Regions from separate parts of the Zea mays genome. Here region 1 is linked to region 2. A link is a contact called in public Hi-C data. All regions are on one chromosome and are shown on one strand. The core of a region is the stretch at or near the end of the contact, and the rest is flanking DNA. Distances in the headings are between cores, read along the strand shown.

Region 1 (5,567 bases), core at 1,066-3,565, 130 kb after region 2:
CTGCAGGGGAGGAGCACGCCATAAGAGGGAGCAAGGGAGGGCGGCATGAGAGAGCAGGAGCAGGGAGCCGAGAGGGTGAGGGTGGTCGGTGCTGCTGCCAGGAGCTGCCCGCGTGAGGAAGATGAGGTACTACGTATAGGGGATAAGGAAGGAGATTAAGAAGTAGGGACATAAGGAGAATTCTGATTTTTCTTCTCCAATTTGTAACAAAAGAAAACACCTATGAATTCTAGGATTTGAATCTGAACGAGATGCAAACAGACCAATCAAAACAATATCAATTTTAATATTTTTGGACTACGCTTACAATGGTAGGTATTTTCGGGATCACACAAATTTCCACAGTTGTAGACAATGAAACAGATTAATTACGAATACTCAGTTCGGTTCTAGTTATCTCGGTCTGATTTAATTTTGCATCAATATTGTTGTCGTCGAGTTATAATAATATTTGCTTAGGACAACAATCACAAGAGTGGGTCGGGATTCCAAATTCATGTTCTCTTATTCCATAAATTTTAAACAGACACAAGACTCGACATTTCGCGAAATAAATACGCGAGATCGATGCGGCATCGAAATTGTAATCCTTTCGAAAGCGACGTCACACATCGTTCATATGGGCGAGAGGTTGTGTGATGTCCAGACACAGATTAGCACCTGCCACGCGCCATGATGCCAGGCCACAGAGACACGTGCAACGCAAGAATGAAAGAATTTTAAATGAAGTTTAAGGAACCAGATTCGATTTCAAGGATTAGAGTTTGGGCAAGACGTCGATGACTCAACCCAAACGATATTGGATTCAATGTTTCGGAAGATTACTAAAGTCTGAATTTTGCAAAATAAATTAGGACAATTTAGACAGATGGAGACAGACACGATATCAAAATCGTTATAGACGAAGATACTTAGAACTTAGTGGCCTTTACATTCACTGATATCCCATGCTTAAGTCTGTACTCGTTGTCGCACGAGAAATAAACACATGGGGTGTTATAGTTGTGCCACATATGCAAAGTAATAAAACTAATGTATCAATCGTGCTTACGGTTAAGAGCGACATGGACCCTCACATGATAATCAAATATAAAGATGGAAATTAAATCATGATTTTTTTATTCTAGTGGGTCACTTAAGTGTTTTGCTTAAGTGATTTTCGAGATAATGGTTACTACTTATGATTAATTGGATATTGGTAAATGCTTACACTTAGTAATTAGATGTTGTTCATAAAAGTTTGACCAATAAAAGTTTGACCAACTAAAATGCTAACCGCATAAACCTTAGCCTATCCTTGCTTGCTATGCATCTCCACCCCAGTTGCTGAGTTTCAACCATAAGTGTACTCACATTTGCTTAATTTTGATCAGAAGGATGGGAAGAGGATAACTTTAGCGAAGACGTTAAAGGATTTCTAGATCTAGCGATGCGTCGGTTATCTTCCTGTGGGATATTACCCCTGAATTCTGCTATGCTTTACTGAATAATGTTGAAAACACTTATGTCATTCGAGTTGTAATAAAGTACTCTACCCTTATTTAAGATTTGAGCAATGTCTTTTGATATACACTTATGATATCAACATACGTATGAAAATAGATTCTAGCACACATGTTATGCATTCTGTTTTTTTTTCCTAAAATCGGGTGTGACATTCCCTCAACAACGTCAGTATGGTAGCACCACGCGTGTAGCAAGGATCTCGCGATCGAGTCTAAGAGAAGTGATGGCTAGGGATTGCATGTGCTGTGAAATGACCGTAACCCCATATACTTATAAGGCCTTGTTCGGTTAATCCCGTTACCCATGGATTAGATAGGATTGGAAAAAATTAAGAAAGAGTTTGACTTATTTGGGATTTAATCCCACCCAATCCCACTCAATCCATATGGATTGAGAGCTAACCGAACAAGCCCTAAAGTGTATTAATAAATCATAGCCTATTAAATCGCTTATGACAATATGAGCTGGACTCTAGTCCAAATTGTTTATGATTACGTCTTATGCATATCTAGCATCCCTGGCCGAACGCGAACGTGAACACCTTAATGCTCTTGTCGGTTCACAGCTGCTTGTCCTGGCAAATCGAACACAATAAACACAATCCTCGAGAACAGCATGCGGTTGGCTTCATCATCTTTACTAAAACAACTGCACTGAATTTACAGCTGGTCCAATTATGTTGTTTTGTTGATCTTCCACGCTCCCTGCGTGCCCATGTTCCCACTTCCCAGTCTGCACAGCACCACGGTCCACGGCCCCTCTTCATATACCCCACCGCACTGTACACGCAACACGCTTCGTCCACAGCCCAACTACCCAAGAGCAGAGGGCAGAGGATGCCTCTTGCCGCAATGGCGTCGGCATCCTCCTCGCCCTGCTCGCGGCATCCTCTGATCTTGGTCGTTCTCTTGTGCGCCATTGCCGCCATCTCTTTCTCTTCCTCTGTGGCTGCTGGAACCGTTGGCGGCGGCACAGGCGGACTGGGCCCCATCAGCACCAACGGGAAGAACTACACCAAGGTGTGCGACCCCGCACGGTTCGTGGCGCTGGGGCTCGACATGTCACGCTTCCGGTACTGCGACGCGTCGTTGCCGTACGCCGACCGGGTGCGCGACCTCGTGGGCCGCCTCGCGCTGGAGGAGAAGGTGCGCAACCTCGGGGACCAGGCGGAGGGCGCGCCCCGCGTCGGCCTGCCGCCGTACAAGTGGTGGGGGGAGGCCCTCCACGGCGTGTCCGACGTCGGCCCCGGCGGCACGTGGTTCGGCGACGTGGTGCCCGGCGCCACCAGCTTCCCGCTCGTCATCAACAGCGCCGCGGCGTTCAACGAGTCGCTGTGGCGCGCCATCGGCGGCGTGGTGTCCACGGAGATCAGGGCCATGTACAACCTGGGCCACGCAGAGCTCACCTACTGGAGCCCCAACATCAACGTGGTGCGCGACCCGCGGTGGGGACGCGCCAGCGAGACCCCCGGCGAGGACCCCTTCGTCGTCGGCCGCTACGCCGTCAACTTCGTCCGCGGAATGCAGGACGTCGACGACCGCCCCTACGCCGCCGCCGCAGACCCGTTCTCGCGGCCCATCAAGGTGTCCAGCTGCTGCAAGCACTTCGCCGCCTACGACGTGGACGCGTGGTTCAAGGCCGACCGCCTCACGTTCGACGCGCAGGTGGAGGAGCGCGACATGGTCGAGACCTTCGAGCGCCCCTTCGAGATGTGCATCCGGGACGGCGACGCCAGCTGCGTCATGTGCTCCTACAACCGCATCAACGGGATACCCGCCTGCGCCGACGCGCGCCTGCTGTCGGAGACCGTCCGGAGCCAGTGGCAGCTCCACGGGTACATCGTCTCTGACTGCGACTCCGTACGCGTCATGGTCCGGGACGCCAAGTGGCTCAACTACACCGGCGTCGAGGCCACCGCCGCGGCCATGAAGGCCGGGCTCGACCTCGACTGCGGCATGTTCTGGGAGGGCGCCCGGGACTTCTTCACCACCTACGGCGTCGACGCCGTCCGGCAGGGGAAGATCAAGGAGGGCGACGTCGACAACGCGCTCAGCAACGTCTACACCACCCTGATGCGGCTCGGCTTCTTCGACGGCATGCCGGAATTCGAGTCCCTCGGCGCTAGCAACGTTTGCACCGACGGCCACAAGGAGCTGGCTGCCGACGCCGCAAGGCAGGGGATGGTCCTCCTCAAGAACGATGCCCGCCGCCTACCATTGGACCCCAACAAGATTAATTCAGTGTCGTTGGTTGGCCTGTTGGAGCACATCAATGCCACGGATGTCATGCTGGGAGACTACCGAGGTAAATCTATGCACTGTAGACTACCGTGGTCAGTGTTGTTACTACTGTCGTCTAATAAGGTTTTTGGTTTCTATACTCAGGTAAGCCATGCAGAATTGTGACACCATACAACGCTATCAGGAACATGGTGAATGCCACGTACGTGCACGCCTGCGACAGTGGGGCGTGTAACACGGCGGAAGGGATGGGAAGAGCATCCAGCACAGCAAAGATCGCCGACGCGACCATCGTCATCGCTGGTCTGAACATGAGCGTGGAGAGGGAGAGCAACGACAGGGAGGATCTCCTGCTGCCGTGGAACCAGAGCAGCTGGATCAATGCCGTCGCCATGGCCTCGCCCACACCGATCGTCCTGGTGATCATGTCGGCCGGCGGCGTGGACGTCTCGTTTGCGCACAACAACACCAAGATCGGCGCCATCGTTTGGGCCGGGTACCCCGGCGAGGAAGGCGGCACGGCCATCGCCGACGTCCTCTTCGGAAAATACAATCCAGGTACGTTCATCAAATCTTGGAAATGAGATGTCCTTTTCACTGCGTCGGCTCGGCATACGCCTTATGATATCTCTCAATCTCAACCATGCACACCCTGGATCTCCACTCCACAAACAGGAGGACGGCTGCCGCTGACATGGTTCAAGAACGAGTACGTCAACCAGATCCCCATGACGTCCATGGCGCTGCGTCCCGACGCCGCGCTGGGCTACCCCGGCCGGACGTACAAGTTCTACGGCGGCCCGGCTGTGCTCTACCCGTTCGGCCACGGCCTCAGCTACACCAACTTCAGCTATGCTTCCGGCACCACCGGCGCCACTGTCACCATCCACATCGGCGCCTGGGAGCACTGCAAGATGCTCACCTACAAGATGGGTGCGCCGTCGCCGTCGCCAGCCTGCCCGGCCCTAAACGTCGCTAGCCACATGTGCAGCGAGGTGGTGAGCTTCAGCCTCAGGGTGGCGAACACCGGCGGTGTCGGCGGCGACCACGTGGTGCCAGTGTACACCGCGCCGCCTCCCGAGGTGGGCGACGCGCCGCTGAAGCAGCTGGTGGCGTTCCGGAGGGTGTTCGTGCCCGCCGGCGCCGCCGTCGACGTGCCCTTCGCCCTCAACGTGTGCAAGACGTTCGCGATCGTCGAGGAGACGGCGTACACCGTCGTGCCGTCGGGCGTCAGCACGGTCGTCGTCGGAGATGACGCGCTGGTGTTGTCGTTCCCCGTCACGATCAACCTGGCAGTGTAGACTACTTGTCTGCAGGACTAGGCGTTAATTGATTCTTTTTTTTTACTCAAGGTAATAACTTTAAACCATTAAATGTAGCGGGCGAGAAAGTGGAAGCAAGTGTAATTACTTTACACAGTGCTATACAAAAGCAGAAGCAGATCGATCCATTAATTGTCACATGATTTGTATCCCTGAAAGCAGAACGGGTGAAAAAATTTACTATTGCTGTTTTGCGCCTTTGCGGCACAGTTTGATCTCATCTTAAATACAATTCTACCACGGTACTGAATCAGAGGTATTAAGTTTGATCAAATTTATATAAAGTTTTGTAATAAACTTAGTAAAACTTCAAATAATCGATATATTATAAAACATTTGACACTCGAGTGTGGTCAATTTGTCAGTCCTATACAGTAAAGACACGTCAGGTAGCCATGGATAGGCTGTCGATCATTATGACGTGACCTTTACACCGCTTACACACGTGACATCGGTCAGGAATAATTTTGGCTGCTCCAAGTGCTGCCAAAGCTTCCCA
Region 2 (5,031 bases), core at 2,180-4,679:
GGTCAATTCATATATTGAGTACATGCGACAATCTCAGGTTCGAGGACACAACATACATATTAAAAAGTGTTAAAAAAGTGAACTATGTTATAAAATCGTACGTTGGGTCGATCCAGCCTCCTTTATGTGTCTATGTATCGTTATTGGTCACCCTAGGTGAACTTCACCAAGCCGCTAATTACTGAAGGACACTTAGTAATTTTTGTTAATGACTGAATCTCGATCAGATTTACCGGTAATTATTGAGTCTTGTTCAGTCATTATCGGTTATTACCGAAGATCATTTATGTATTGTTAATTTTCATTGACTATGGCTAGTGGATAGAAATTAATTGGTCTTTGTTGGCTAAGCAAAGCCAATAAAAATTCCTAATTTTTGAGTTACATTTTATCTAACAGAGTCCATCTGAAAAGTTAGATACCGAATAAAATTAGGTAATTTTGATCTAAACTAATTTTCATCCGCTCTTAAGTGGGAAATATCATTCAAATATTGTTGTGTCGATTGCGGTCGTGGCGCACATCGTCGTCCGCCACATGCTTTCCTGTAGCCGTGCCAACCGGTAATTTGGGTCTAGGCCATCTCCAGCAGGCCATGTAAACGGCTGTGCAAAGTACTGTTTTGAACTGTACATTGCATTGTTTGCAAATTAAAGTTTGAAATAATAATTAAAATAGTTAGGCCCTCTTTGGCAGGGCTCTAACTTCTCTAAATACTCTGACTCATTGGCTTCTCCGGAGAAGCTGAAACCGCTTTGTAATTCGTTTGGCAAAGCTTCTCCTATGTTTTTCGAATGATGTATGTGGAAAACGTAGGAGCCGGTAGCATCCACATTTTTTTGTGCTCGAGCTCACAGCAATAAAACGCCTCCGACTTTCAAAGGGCTCACAACGAGAAGCTATTTTTGTCACTGTTTGATAGGGCTTCACGATGAGCCCGAGCTAGAGCCATAAAAAAAAGTCATGTCAAAGGGCTCTTAATGTGATTGGGAAGTCTATTAGAGATAGTCTAGCACCACGAATTTATTATGTGCTTGGTTTGAGGTCAAATAGGATTAGCCGGTAGCAACACTATCCTTTCAATTTTTTGGATCACGTCGCCACCAAAAAATTACTCTGATGTTTACCTCATCCCCACTTAACTCTAATCTAAATGCTATAAAAACTATATCCACTACTTCCATCTCTTTTTATACATCAACAACACACTGTATACCATAGTGGCTGGACGGATCGGTGCACGCACGCGAGCGACACGGGTAGTGCATGGTGGCGAGGTCAACCGGGAGTCCACAAATTAAAAGCGCGTGCGGTCTCGCGGCCCCGGCCATGGAAGGAGAGAACTGCCAGGACCACTAGTCCAATACCGCGCGCGGTCACGCAATACGTAGCAGCCCACCTACGGCTGCCCCCTGGTCGGCGGACTCCACTGTATATATACGTACTGTACAAGATACTATTACACTGGCACTGGCAGTCTGGCACTGCCTGCCGCCCGCCAACTCTGCATTCTTGCATGATCTATCTCGTAGCACCGGTCATATCGCGCCAGTTGTAGTGCCGCGCGTGCATGTGCCATTGGCTCATTGCGAGTGTAAATCTTGTTGATTGCTCAGTTTTTGTTCGGATTATGTAGAGAGAGAGACCATGCAGGCATATCGATCGGTGCTCTTCGATACATCTGCTTCTTCATTCCAAACCCGAATGTTGGTACGATCCGCAACAAAAGCTCTGCAGTTTGCATCATGTGTCTCTCGATCTGCTGTAGCTCCCGCAGGGGCTATAGCTTCCCGCTAAGTGCAGAAGGGCTTGGACTATCTGCAACGGTTTCCTCTAAACTTCACTCCTATATCTCACTTTTGTGTCACGTCACACATAGTGGCGGAGTACCCATTATGGCTTACTAAATTATGTTTGGTGTAGTGGTAAGTGCATACTGCCTGCAATCAATATGTTGCAAGTCCGAGTCCTATGTGTTGCATCATGTTTTTTTCTTTTTTATCCTTCTTCAACCATACCTAATTATTATTCCGTCCTCCGCCACTGGTCACACAGATTCCACCCTTTATTTTTCTCCCTTTCACAACAGTTACCCCTAAATTCTTCTCTTATACCCACTAAAACTATTAAATATTATTTTTCATATCGTTTCATCATCTAATATCATTTTTTCTCAACTAATAAATAATGGTGTGCACATAATTTGATGCAAGGGGGCTGGCATAGTCCACCCTTGCTCTGGCGTGTTGTGGCTTGCAGCAAAGGGGTAGGGGAGGGAGTAGAGGCAGCGCTGCACCGTGGTTGTGACGCTAAATTGCTACAGGATTAGCGGAGGGGAGGTGTAGAGTGAAGCGTTGCAACCAGTCTCGCTCCTAAAGCCTCCTCTAGACGCTACATGTGAAGAGGAAAACACAGAGACACGCCAGATAGAGGGGGCACTGTGCCAGCCCCCTTCACTCGCTTTCTGTGTACGGTAGAGATTGTTAGTTGGAGAAAAAGTAATAATAGGTGATAAATAGGTATGGAAAATAATATTTTATATGGATGGTGGGGTGTAGGAGGAGTATTTATTAGAAGGAACCGTTGTGGGTGAACAAATTATAGAGGATAGAGTCTTGTTGACGTGGCTGCATAGTGCCATATAGGGGGAGAAATTTAGGTGAGAACATTGAGGATAGCCTAACAGGCGTGGTTGGTTGGTCCACCGTAAGAGCCAGGCCAGCGTGAGCCTGAGCGATCTGGAAAGCCCCTCTCCCGCGTCTCCGCGCGTGTAAGTGGGAAAACGCCTAGGCTACATCTGCATGTGTAGGCTGTGCTTGGACCGTGTATGCAACCAATCATGCGGTCAACACACTGCGAATCTAGGCATGGCCGGTCAGGCAACCAATCACGTGAAATATGACTAATTGGTTTGTTGCGCCTGGGAAGCCAGACTCGCGCGAACCTGATCGGCCAGACACGCCCGAAACGGGGTACAAGCGGATGCAGCTACATAGTGTCCAAAATAATTTGTTTGCATTCGGTCATGCAGTCCACGCCTCTCACATACAACCAACCAATCGTAGGTTTAGATAAAGTCAATATATACGGTGGTCTAAGACAAGATCATGCAGTAACCAATTTTTTTGGCAACTTCGTCACTGAGAGTGTGCGCGCGTCTAATTTCATACTCTGTAGTAATGACTGAAAGCACGCGCTTTTGCAGCTGCCAGAGCAAGCTTCATTTGGTTTGCTTCTCGAGTTGTGTTAGCTTCCAGCTATCTGCTCTGCTGCATGTGTGTGGTTTTATGCTGGATGGTGATCGTAGTTTTCACCCTTTTCTCCTTTTCTTCTCTCGCTTTTCACTTGTTTTACCCACCTTTAACCCCGCGCTTTTTTCTCAGTTTTCTTTTGGTCCCCTCTCTACTAGCTAGGGGTGAATCTATAGAGCTAGCCAGCTACGTACGTACCATGATGTATCAAAAATCCTAACTCTGTCTGCTAGATAGGATATCATGCACCACTGCATGCATGTCGTCATGTCGATCGTCCTTTTCCCCCCTCTGGTAGAAGTCGACGTCGACCCAACATTTCTTTGGAATTTCTTAGTTGCCCTACTAGCTAGTTGGCCTGGAAAACAAGGACATCCATTTACACTCCCTCTCCCCTCTTTATAAGATGACCATTCATACACACAAATTAATTCACGAAAATCTATTTCCTGTCTTTCGTTCCATTTGTTGGCGGTGATTTGATTTGTATCTGCTTTTGCTAATTTATAATTAATACAACGATTAGTTGTGCGCGACCAAATTGCACTAGATAAAGATAACTGATGGTACGTAATAATTAACTGCTCTGGAGAACCTTTTAACCTGTCAATCCGCCCATTCGACTGACAGTGAAGCGGCATGTCTAGATCAGCTGTTCATGCATGCTGCTCCAATCGAATCGAAATCCGATGTTGCATTAGCAAGTCGATCGATCTGTGAACTGTGAATGGAAACAAGTAAGGCCTTGTTCGTTTGTGTCGGATTAGTGGATCGGAATGATTTTTAGCCGGATTCTTTGTCTAATTTATATAAACTTTGATTAGCTGGAACGATTCCGGGTGTAATCCGACGTAAACGAACAAGTCCTAATGTGGCATCGAAAAGGCAGAAAATTGTAGTGCGCGTGATGACCACCACTGCGTTTTATTCAATTCTCAGTGCCAATTAAATTAGTTTGGTTTCAGGCCGGTACATGCACGTTGCTGGGTTGAACTCTAGCTAAGGTACACGTCCAATATGCAATGGCATTGATTTGCTAACAGGACTGTGAATAATGGTATACGGAACTCAGATGGGTTTGACGATTATATAGAGCCGAGCCGCCATCAGTACGGCACACGTAAATCACGTTTCTCCTCTCCTCCTATAATTTCCAGACTCCGCGCAAGATCTTTCGAAAGCATGTCTGATCTGCGAACATAAATATAATTTAATGAGTACTTGTTTTATATTATATAATTTACTTATAAATATATTGTATTAATTAAGTACTTGTTTTTATCATAAATGTTAGTGCTATGTTATAATAAATCTAGTCAAGTTTTAGATTGTAAATTGAGGGAGTAATTTTGAATGTCGTAGAGAGCACCACATGAAGAGTATATGTTATTCAATCCAAGCTAACAAACGAGCTAGCCACGTAGATCTAGTCGTTTAAATTATTATTTTGATGAGCCAAATCAAACTAGCTCATTGCCTTAACAAGTTACCTTAAGCTACACCAAGCCATGACGAGCTAGCTCGATCGTATCCAACGACTGGTCAAAAAATGAGAAAACAAATATTGTATATACACTACCGGAATCCAAGGCTTTGCCGAGTGTTGCAATCTTTGTCGAGTGCCTTTTGTCGGGCACTCGGCAAAGAAAGCTTGACATGGGGACAAAGAGGCGCCGAATGTATATATGTGATATATATGTGATATCTTCTGTTTGTGTGGATGGAAAACAAAAAACAAATAAAAATGGTATATACTGGTCACTTTGCCGAGTGTAACACT

The links. Hi-C and Micro-C count contacts between places; a contact is called where the count stands out from the background.
Region 1: a contact with region 2 is called in a Hi-C map of ear, with 2.0 times the contacts expected there. The contact joins the promoter of LOC100280070 here to the enhancer-like site in region 2. A contact is called at or near these places in 2 of 25 Hi-C or Micro-C datasets (ear and endosperm).

Annotation. Positions count from the first base shown.
Region 1 is chr8:33,869,528-33,875,094 of Zm-B73-REFERENCE-NAM-5.0, forward strand. LOC100280070 (putative O-Glycosyl hydrolase superfamily protein) reads left to right here and starts at 2,316. Exons shown (of 3, transcript NM_001153010.1): 1 at 2,316-3,810; 2 at 3,891-4,304; 3 at 4,422-5,205. The coding sequence starts at 2,343. The coding sequence ends at 5,047.
Region 2 is chr8:33,742,187-33,747,217 of Zm-B73-REFERENCE-NAM-5.0, forward strand. No RefSeq gene overlaps it. Among protein-coding and RNA genes, the nearest start is that of LOC109941971, 50 kb to the right of the region's middle. Within about 2 kb of position 3,430, at least 2 of the 20 cell types and tissues checked have an H3K27ac peak or open chromatin away from gene starts, as enhancers often do. A contact at or near this core is called in ear, where this site is marked.